2 separate regions of the Ovis aries genome follow, and region 2 is linked to region 1. A link is a contact called in public Hi-C data. All regions are on one chromosome and are shown on one strand. Each heading gives the region's core, a stretch centred on a gene start, on an enhancer-like site or on the middle of the called end of the contact. The rest is flanking DNA. Distances are from core to core; before and after follow the strand shown.

What was found. Hi-C and Micro-C count contacts between places; a contact is called where the count stands out from the background.
Region 2: a Hi-C map of hypothalamus shows a contact between it and region 1, with 6 times the contacts expected there. The contact joins two enhancer-like sites. A contact is called at or near these places in 15 of 16 Hi-C or Micro-C datasets (blood, hypothalamus, liver and 7 more).

What each region holds. Positions count from the first base shown.
Region 1 is chr1:139,979,353-139,984,425 of ARS-UI_Ramb_v3.0, forward strand. No RefSeq gene overlaps it. Among named protein-coding and RNA genes, the nearest start is that of C1H21orf91, 68 kb to the right of the region's middle. Within about 2 kb of position 2,304, at least 3 of the 54 cell types and tissues checked have an H3K27ac peak or open chromatin away from gene starts, as enhancers often do. A contact at or near this core is called in hypothalamus, where this site is marked.
Region 2 is chr1:140,161,114-140,166,186 of ARS-UI_Ramb_v3.0, forward strand. No RefSeq gene overlaps it. Among named protein-coding and RNA genes, the nearest start is that of BTG3, 74 kb to the right of the region's middle. Within about 2 kb of position 2,093, at least 10 of the 54 cell types and tissues checked have an H3K27ac peak or open chromatin away from gene starts, as enhancers often do. A contact at or near this core is called in hypothalamus, where this site is marked.

The DNA.
Region 1 (5,073 bases), core at 1,054-3,553:
AACAATAGCAGTAGCCAGAACACTGGCGCTTTTGGCCCAGTTCCTGAGCCAACCCAAGTCCTATAGGGTGACAGCAAAAGGGTCAGATGATAGCTGCACACACAGCTGGGTTAAGGGACAAGACATAAACCCTGACTGTAGAGAATCCAAAAAGTGGTACAATGACAGTAAGAATGTCTGTCCTTCACGCCAAGGGAGACACAATATCTACTTTCCAAGGCCATTCCCTATATGAATATCCATGGAAGGATATTCTGGAACAAAGGGCAGTCAGTCCCTCTCTTGTAAGACATGCAGGAACACAAGAGACCCATAAAAAATTGACTGCCAGCAAGTAGAGGATCAGAAAAATTTGTTGACTGAATGAATAAATAAACTAGAACATCAATTGAGCATTCATGGTGGAATTAGAAATGTAAAATAAAAAATAAGTAAAATAAATATTTTAAAAATAAAATAAGAAGTCTCTTTTTTTCATTTCCAAAGCCCCTTTGTTACCCAATGGTTGATAAAGATTAACAACCAACCCTTGGTTTTCTAGCATTTCTCAATTTTATTGGAAAACACATTCCCACCATGACCAACTACAAGTTACTGATGTCACTGAATGCAGAGCTGTTAGAGATACCTAGCAACACACCATTATCTGGTATTTCCACCATATAAATACAGAACACATAAACACTTCAACAGGCAATTTTACTATTATCAGTAATGCAGTAAAACTGTAATAAAATAATTATGGAGTGATGAGTTTTGAGCATATTACTTTTGTTGTTCAGCTGCTAAGCTGCGTCCGACTCCTTGTGACCCCGTGGATTGCAACACACCAGGCTTCCCTGTCCTTCACTATCTCCCAGAGTTTACTCAAATTCATAGCCATTGAGTCAGTATAATATCCAACCATCTCATCCTCTGCCACCCACTTCTCATTTTGCCTTCAATCGTTCCCAGCATCAGGGTCTTTCCAATGAACTGGCTCTTCACATCAGGTGGCCAAAGTATTGGAGCTTCAGTTTCAACATCAGTCCTTCCAATGAATATTCAGGGTAGATATCCTTTAGGATTGACTGGTTTGGTCTCTTGCTGTTCAAGGGACCCTCAAGAGTCTTCTCCAGCACTACAATTCAAAAGCATCAGTTCTTGAGTGCTCAGCCTTCTTTATGGTCCAACTCTCACATCCATACATGACTACTGAAAAACCGTAGCTTTGACTATACAGAACTTTGTTGGCAAAGTGATATCTCTGGTTTTCAGTATGCTAAGTTTGTCATAGCTTTCCTTCCAAGGAGCAAGTGTCTTTTAATTTCATGGCTGCAGTCAAATTCTTGAAAATGTAACACTTGGCTCCTGTGAATGGTCATGATTGAGCTCCAGTATACCACAGTCCATACCATTGTTCTCTCCTATCTGTCCGTGTCTTTGATGTTGTCACCCTGGCTCCTCCAGCCTTTTATGGACCTTATTTCCAGATCTTCTGTTTCTCTCAATCTGGGCTCCTCCCCCTGCTCAAGACTGAGCTCAGCCTCACTTCCTGCACCACCCCCACCTGGCCCCATCACCAAAAACTTTCATGTCTGTACCTCACCATGCCCAGCCCCTCTCCCACCAACACACACCATGCCAACCCATGGAAGCCTCCCCCACTGCCTCTGGGGAGGGGTCCAGAGATTCCACACAGCTTCCCTCAGCAATCAAGACCACAGCTGAGGAGGTCAGTCCTGAACTCCCAAGTCATAATTTCCAAGGCATTGTCTCATGGAATCATTGTCACAATATTTTGTTAGGCTCTTTTGGTGTTATATTTTAAGTACCTCGTGTATTCTAACAGGGATTTATAAGCAAATCAGAGGTGTTGATCTCCTTACAAGAAAGATGCATTTAGACTTCTAAACTTAGAAAGGAACTTTGGAAACATATTCAAATAGAAGACTAATCCATTCTGAAGGAGATTAGCCCCAGGATTTCTTTGGAAGGAATGATGCTAAAGCTGAAACTCCAGTACTCTGGCCACCTCATGGGAAGAGTTGACTCATTGGAAAAGACTCTGATGCTGGGAGGGATTGGGGGCAGGAGGAGAAGGGGACGACAGAGGATGAGATGGCTGGATGGCATCACTGACTCGATGGACGTGAGTCTGAGTAAACTCTGGGAGTTGGTGATGGACAGGGAGGCGTGGCGTGCTGCGATTCATGGGGTCACAAAAAGTCGGACACGACGGAGTGACTGAACTGAACTGAACTGACACATATTTATATACTTTTGATTTATAGAACTACATCCACCAGAGGGCAGCAAAAATTTTTGTATGTGAATAACCTTTACTCAATGCAGAAATTGAAAGCAAACGTGTATTATTCCTTGCTAAATAGAAAACCATTAGGTCCTAGATCATTTAATGTGGCAATAAATAAGTAGGAGACTTTATTTCTTAAGACAAAAAAATTACGAATGCATAAATATTCCTAGTTAGTTTTGAGAATTTCAACATTATGAAGAGATATGTTAAGGCTCAAATTTTATTTTTTACTCCAAAGCCTTAAACCAGTAGTCCACTTTATTCTCACATTTTTGCTCTCCATGATATCAGTTACCTTCAGTCAACTGCAGTCTGAAAATATTAAATGGAAAATTTACAGAAAAAAAAAAAAGTATTAAATGGCAGTCATTCTGAGCAGCACAATGAAATCTCTCACCATCCCACACAGGATGTGAGTCATCGCTTTGTCCAGGTATCCACACTGTATATACTACCTGACCATTGCTGTTTGTTGTTTAGTCACTCCCTCGTGTCCAACTCTTCTGCAGTCCCATGGACTATAGCCCACCAGGCTGTGGAATTCTCCAGGCAAGAATAGTGGAGCAGGTTGTCATTTCGTCCTCCAGGAGATCTTCCCAACGCAGGGAGTGAACCTGCATTTCTGTGTCTCCTGCAATGGCAGGCAGATTCTTTACCACTGAGCCATGGAGAAGCCCTACCGGCCTGTTAGAAGAGGAAAAAACAGTTTCAGGCATCCACTGAAGCTCTTGGATATCCCATGGATAAGGTGGGACTACAGTATTAACTTTCTTAGTAGTCAACTCTCAAGCTGGTTACTCACGGATCCATTCAACATTTCGTTTTTTGCACACTTCTCACATTGAAAACACTGTTAGCAATCACCACTTCTGAGGCACCAGTTCAGTTCAGTCGCTCAGTCATGTCCGACTCTTTGCAACCCCATGAACTGCAGCACCCCAGGCCTCCCTGTCCATCACCAACTCCCGGAGTTCACCCAAACTCATGTCCATTGAGTCGGTGATGCCATCCAACCATCTCATCCTCTGTTGTCCCCTTCTCCTCCTGCTCTCAATTTTTCCCAGCATCAGGGTCTTTTCCAATGAGTCAGCTCTTTGTATCAAGTGGCCAAAGTATTGGAGTTTCAGCTTCAACATCAGTCCTTCCAATGAACACCAAGGACTGTTCTCCTTTAGGATGGACTCTCCTTGCAGTCCAAGGGACTCTCAAGAGTCTTCTCCAACACCACAGCTCAAAAGCATCAATTCTTTGGCACTCAGCTTTCTTTATAGTCCAACTCTCACATCCATACATGACCACTGGAAAAACCATAGCCTTAACTTGAGGAATACAAAAATGATTGCCAGTCTGTATTAGTCAGAGCTCTCCAAAGAAACAGAAACAACAGAAGTCACATATGTGTGTAAAGAGATTTTTTAAAATGAACTGGCTCATGCAATTATGGAGGCTGGAAGTCTGAAACCTGTAGGGCAGGCTGGCAATTCAGGCAGGAGTTGATGCTGCAGTCTCCAGGCAGAATTTCTACTCTAGGAAACCTCAGGTTTTGCTCTTAAGCCCTTCAACTGACTGGGTGAGGCCCACCTATATTATCAGACCTAATGTCTTTTACATAAAAGAAGCTATTCACCACATCTACAAAATGCCTTCACAACAACACTTAGTTTTGAGTTTAATTAAGTAACTGGTTAGAATAGACTAGCAAAGTTGACCAATAAAACTAACCATTATATTGCTCCAAAACATTTCCCCTATCCAAGTGCCATGTTCTAAAATGCCATCCTCGGAAAATCATGCTTTGAGTCATGGATTTCTCCTCTCAGATATCATCTTCTAAAATGCAGTAGGTTAATACACCTACTTAGACATTAATGGGCCTCTGCCAGATTGTCACATATGTTTCCCCAGACAGAAGAAAGTCTGTGGCATTCTGAAAGCACTGAGCAGCTGGAGAGTCTGCTATGCTAAAAGGGAAGCTGCAATTTATCATCAACAACCACCAATGTTCTAATTTTACACACAATTTTCCCTCCCCAAAAGAGTTGGTATTTTTGGCATGTTGTAAGAAACTACATGTTGTTTTTAGAAATTGCATCCACCTTGTAACCCAGCAACTAAATAACTATATCATGCTTCACTCTCTCTTGTTCACGGTGCTATGCAAGTTTCAGTTTAAAATGCTTTGCTTATTGTACTTCAATAAAAAGATTCACAAAAAGAATGGATAAGCTGACTCCAGTGATGAAGAAATAAGAGACAAACCCAAAATGGGAAACATTCCACTAAAAAGGGAAGAGTGTGTTCTTTAGAACTGTCAGTATCATAAAGCACAGAAATTTGAAGGCAAAGATTGAAGGACACAAAAGAGATATTACAAGTAAAGTCTGTACATCCCCCTAAACTGGACACTGTATCAGAGAAAAGGAAAAAACTTCTGTGAAGGACAGTGGTCAATTCACATACTGGAACATAGCCAGTGAACTGAATAGAGGCTAGGGTTATTTTGCTTTCATCTTTAGTTTGATGACTATGCTATGATTATTTGGGAGACTATCATTCTTAAGAGGAGACTGGGTTCAGAAAAAAAATGAACAATCTACATATAGGTAAAGAAAGAGCAAGAGACAAAAGTTATGGAACAAAATGTAGGTGACCCAGCATGAGGGGCATACAGCTGTTCTTTGTGCTGTTCTTACAACTGTTATTTCTTGAAATTAGTTCCAAATAAAAACATTTTTTTAAAGTTAATCAGAATTAGCTATGCTCCTTTATAAGAA
Region 2 (5,073 bases), core at 843-3,342, 180 kb after region 1:
TTGACCGGGTGTCTCAGGACTTGACAGCTCCCTTCTTTGGCTTCTTCCCAGCTGAAGCTTAAAAGTAGAGATGGCGTGACCTGAACTGAGAGTTCTCAGGAAATTCAAGAAGAGGAGATCCTGTGGAGCAAGACTAAACCTTAGGTATCTTCTTCAAAATGCTTTCGCTTTCAGTAAGCTTCTGTTTGCGGGTGAGTGGAACAAATCCAGTTACTTTGTCCCCTTGAAGAATGGGGAGAGGACATGGAAAAGAGCCAACAGCCACATCCTGACAAGAAAGAAAGCAAAGTCGCTCAGTCGTGTCCCACTCTTTGGGATCCCATGGACTGTCCTCTGTCCATGGGGATTTTCCAGGCAAGAATACTGGAGTGGGTTGTCATTTCCTTCTCCAGGGGATCTTCCCAACCCCGGGATCGAACCTGGGTCTCCTGCATTGCGGGCAGGTGCGTTACCATCTGAGCCACCAGGGAAGCTCACATCATGACATTCCTGACAAGAGCCGCATCAGTCCTTCCAGCAGGGGCAAACTTTGGCTCCACGTTACAGGTCTTGTAACTGAAGCTTGGAAATGTTCCATCACTCGCTCAAGGTCAAATGACTAATAACGGGCAGGGCCTGAATCTGTTGTTGTTGTTGTTTTTGGCTGTGCTGGGTCTTTGTTGTGGCGCCCAGGCTCCTCTGCTTGTGGCATGGGCTTAGTTGCCCCAGGACAGCACATGGGAATCTTAGTTCCCCGAGCAGGCATCAACCATGCATTGGAAGGTGAATTCTTTATTTTTTTTAAAGGTTTACTTATTTATATACTTAGTTTAGTTTTTGACTGTGCTGGGTCCTCACTGCTGTGCGCGGACTTTCTCTAGTTGTGGCAAGCAGCAGCTGCTCTTCGTTGCAGTGCACAGGCCTCTCATTGCAATCGCTTCTCTTGTTGCAGGCATGTGAGCTTCAGTAGTTGTGGTTCCCAGGCTCAAGACCACAGGCTCAATAGCTGTGGCACACGCGCTTAGCTGCTCCATGGCACGTGAGATCTTCCCGGATCAGGAATCAAACTGATGTCTCCTGCATTGGCAGTGTGGATTCTTTACCACCAGGGAAGTCCCCAGAGCCTGAATTTGAACCCAGCATGGCCAAACTTACTACCCAGGGTTTGTCCTTTGTCCCTGTGATTCCCAAATGCCGGTCCCTGGAGTGATGCTAGCCCAACCATTCAGAAGACCCACCTGGGCAGCATTGTCAAAATGCCTAGACCATAAACAGGCTCTAATTCAATAGATCTGGAATGAGACCTGGGAAACTGTGCTCTTAAAGTTTTACCTTGACATTCTTTTGCAGCCAGACTTGGGAACCAGCGCAGTATATATTTTTCTAAGACTTTTTTTCCAGCAGTTAATTGCTTTTGTGCAAATCTTAACTCATCTCCCAAATCAAAGACTAATACATCCATCACTCATAGGGAATGTATCTGATGTTTCTTTGAACTGTGAAATATATTTTCAAAGTATTTATAATTCTAGTGCTCCATTGGAAGATGTCCTTGAGCTCTATTACATGCTTCCTTATATTCAAAGAATGAGGGTGCATCCTTGGGACGAATGTATAACCTACAATTGGCCTGCTGCAACACTCAGTCGTTTCCTGCAGGGTTCAAGATTTTCCTTACCTCTGAGTGGCTCAGAATGCAGGGCTACCGGTGCTCAGGACCAGCTCCCCACCTCTCAAGACACTTCTGATTTACTGTACCTTCAGGGCTTCCTTTGTGTCAGACACGAGCTATGCATCTGTTTAGACAATTTTCTACAGTGCACTTTTTCCTAAGACCATTTTAATTTCAAATTCCTGCTAAAGACCCTGATGAGCCCCTCTTGAGACTCGAGGAGAGGCTTTTTATATCCTTATGCCTTCCAGCTGAGGTTCTTTGTGCCCCTAGGTCCAGGTCTCCAAAGCTTATTTCTCTTCTTATTCACCCTTTTCTGTGAAAGAGTCCACAGCTAGACTGAAGGAGGATTTAGAAAACTGTGATCTAGGGGCCAACTCTAGCCTGGCACTTGTTTTTGTAAACAGCATATCACTGGAACACAACCAGGCCCATTCATCTGCTTGTGTGTGGCTGCTTTCATGCTACAGTGGCAAAACTGGGTAGCAGAGACCACATGCCCTGCACAGCCAGGAGCATTTAGTTTCTGGCCCTCTACAGAAAAAGTTTGCTGATCCATGGACAAGAGGGACGTTTCTTGTTTTCAGTGAAAACACTGTAAATTTTCCTGCATCAGAGAAATACCACATATACTTCTGGGATCACTCAAAAACACATATGATGTGAGGATTTTGTCCTTTGCCTATTTTTCCTTATTTTTAATCCTTTTTTTACAGCATAATATTTGTTGTTCAGTTGCTCAGTCATGTCTGACTCTTTGCAACCCCATGGACTACCGCACACCAGGCTTCCCTGTCCTTCACTATCTCCTGGAGCTTGCTCAAACTCATGTTCATTGAGTCAGTGATGCCACCCAACCACCTCATCCTCTGCCACCCTCTTCTCCTCCTGCCTTCAATAATATATGTATTCTTTTTTTTTTTTTAATCACATTTTCAGATTATTCATGAGGCAACATTAGGGTGTAAAAATGATTGATAGTCTCTTCAATAAAAGCCATTTTTTAATATATGATGAGTCACCTATTTATATATGTAAAGGGAAGTACTGTGGAGAAGATTATTTGAATCTCTGTTCACTTGTCATAATTCTCTCCTCTTAAACTTTCCCCCATCTGCTAAAATGAACCCCAGTTTCACCAATTTGTAATGTGTATTGCTGATAACAAAAGGAATCAATATTTTCTTTTAATTTTCCCTAAGCCATCTTGATAATTGGTGATGGTATGAAGTATATATCTAATAAAATATCAAGCCAGGAAAGTAAATCTTAGGAAAAAAGTCTCATTGCTTTCTATGAAAATAACAACAGGCCTTTAAAAATCTCATTACTTTTTTCAAATATCACAAAAGTCACTAAAGAAAATCTTCCAGATTTGATATTTAATGATTGTCAACATGCAACTGACTTGTACCTGAAATCTGCACCTTGTCTTTAATTACGCTCACTTTGCCTGCCAAGTTATTGACATTTGAAAGTACCAGTACGCCCTCTTGTGGCACATTGCAGTTACTGTTCTTTTCTACTACTAACTTAGCAAGCAGTTTGTTGTGTGGGTTTGTTAGTCATTCAGTCCTGTCTGATTCTTTGCGACCCAATGGACTGCAGTCCACAAAGCTCCTCTGTCCATGGAATTCTCCAGACAAGAATAGTGGAGTGGGTAACCATTCCCTTCTCCAGGGGATCTTCCCGATCTAGGAACTGAACCGTAGTCTCCTGCACTGCAGGCGGATTCTTTACCAGCTGAGCTACCGGGGAAGTACTGGTGGGACCAGCTCCCCGTATGTCTCCCCTGGACTGCTTGGGATTCTTTTGGTTTTTAATATACAAGCTCATCACTTACTAGTTTAACTGGGATCCCTTGAGCAAACTCCTGTAATATTCTCAGCCTTAATTTCTTACCTGTAAAATGGAGAGACTAATAATGGCACTTTCATATAGCTGTCATGAGGACTGAATACAAGAAGGAACGCTAAGGCGCCTAGCTCAGGCTGGCGGCAGAAGAGGCTAACATGTGTTACAGCCAGCACTGCTATGAGGTTTCCAAACATACCCTAACACTGTGATTTCTTAATATTCCCCCCTCCCCTTTTGCCACTCCCACTTTTCAAGTGTGTTCTTAATCTGTTTTCTTAAATTATTTGTTTGTTCATATTTGCTTTTGCTTTCTGTGTGGCAATGGAAAAGCTAGCCTTAAAAGTGTTGGGCTCTTGTTTCTGAAGCCTGGATTTCAACTAACTTCTTACTGCTCTAACACAAGAAGACTGCCTTTTAGGGCCAGTACCTAGAAATGTAAATAGTGGAATATTTATGTGTTACATGGCTATGAATCCCTGGACACCCTTTTTATTGAAGAGCTGAGAGAGACCTGATGATGATTAAAAAGTTTGAAGAGCAATACGAGGAAGTACTTGTGTGTGTGTGTGTGTGTGTGTGTGTGTGTGCGCGCGCGCGCGTGCCCGCTCAGTCAGGTCTGACTCTGCGACGGCATAGCCTGCCAGGCTCCTCTGTCCATTGGATTTCCTAGGCAAGAATACTGGAGTGGGTTGCCATTTCCTCCTCCAGGGGATCTTCCCAACCCAGGGATCAAACCCACCTCTCCTGCGTCTCCTGCTTGGCAGGTGGTTTCTTTACCACTAACACCACCTGAGAAGCCCGAGGAAGTACTTACTGTTTGTTTTTTCAGTGGTCAGATGATTCTTAGACATTGATCTGGAAGTTTCTGACGCAGGTCAGACAATTCCCACATCACGGATCTGTCCATCTTAGAAGAAAAGTGAACAATGATTGAGGTACAGCATCACTGGATAGAACAGATGCTCCAACTACTGAAGGTATTTTTTTTTTGTCCACAGCTTCATCAAACATTAAAAGTGAATTTCTAGGTCAACTCCAGCTGAAAAGTACTTATTTTAGAACCCAATTTTTTGTTTCCTTAGCAATGCTTTGACATCACATCAAGGTTCTTACACTCAAAAATAGGGCCTAAGAAGGAGTCTTGATTCTTTTTGCATGGTTTATATTTGCAGATGTTTCAATGTCTTTATTAGGTGTAGTAAGAGTAAAACATGCTAGAAAGAGCGAGATGATTCCAAACAGACTACTCCAGATAATATTTAATAAATAAGTTTTTAACTATACCCATGTTGGTATCCATGACTGTTGCCTGTTACCTAGGAATTAAATGTTGAGTTGCAAGGTATCATCACTATAGTAACTGGAAGTCACCGAAATGTTGAAAATGTGGGAAGATGTTAAATTTAGATCAAAGTGAGTATTCGTCACATTATCAATCCTACTCCGGCAGGAGCTAATTTTCTTCAACAGATCTTCCTAATATATCACACGAGAGCCTCCTTTCTCTCTTTTGTGCCAATTCTCAAAATCATTCAAATTAGCAAAAAAAAAATTTTTTTTGGTTT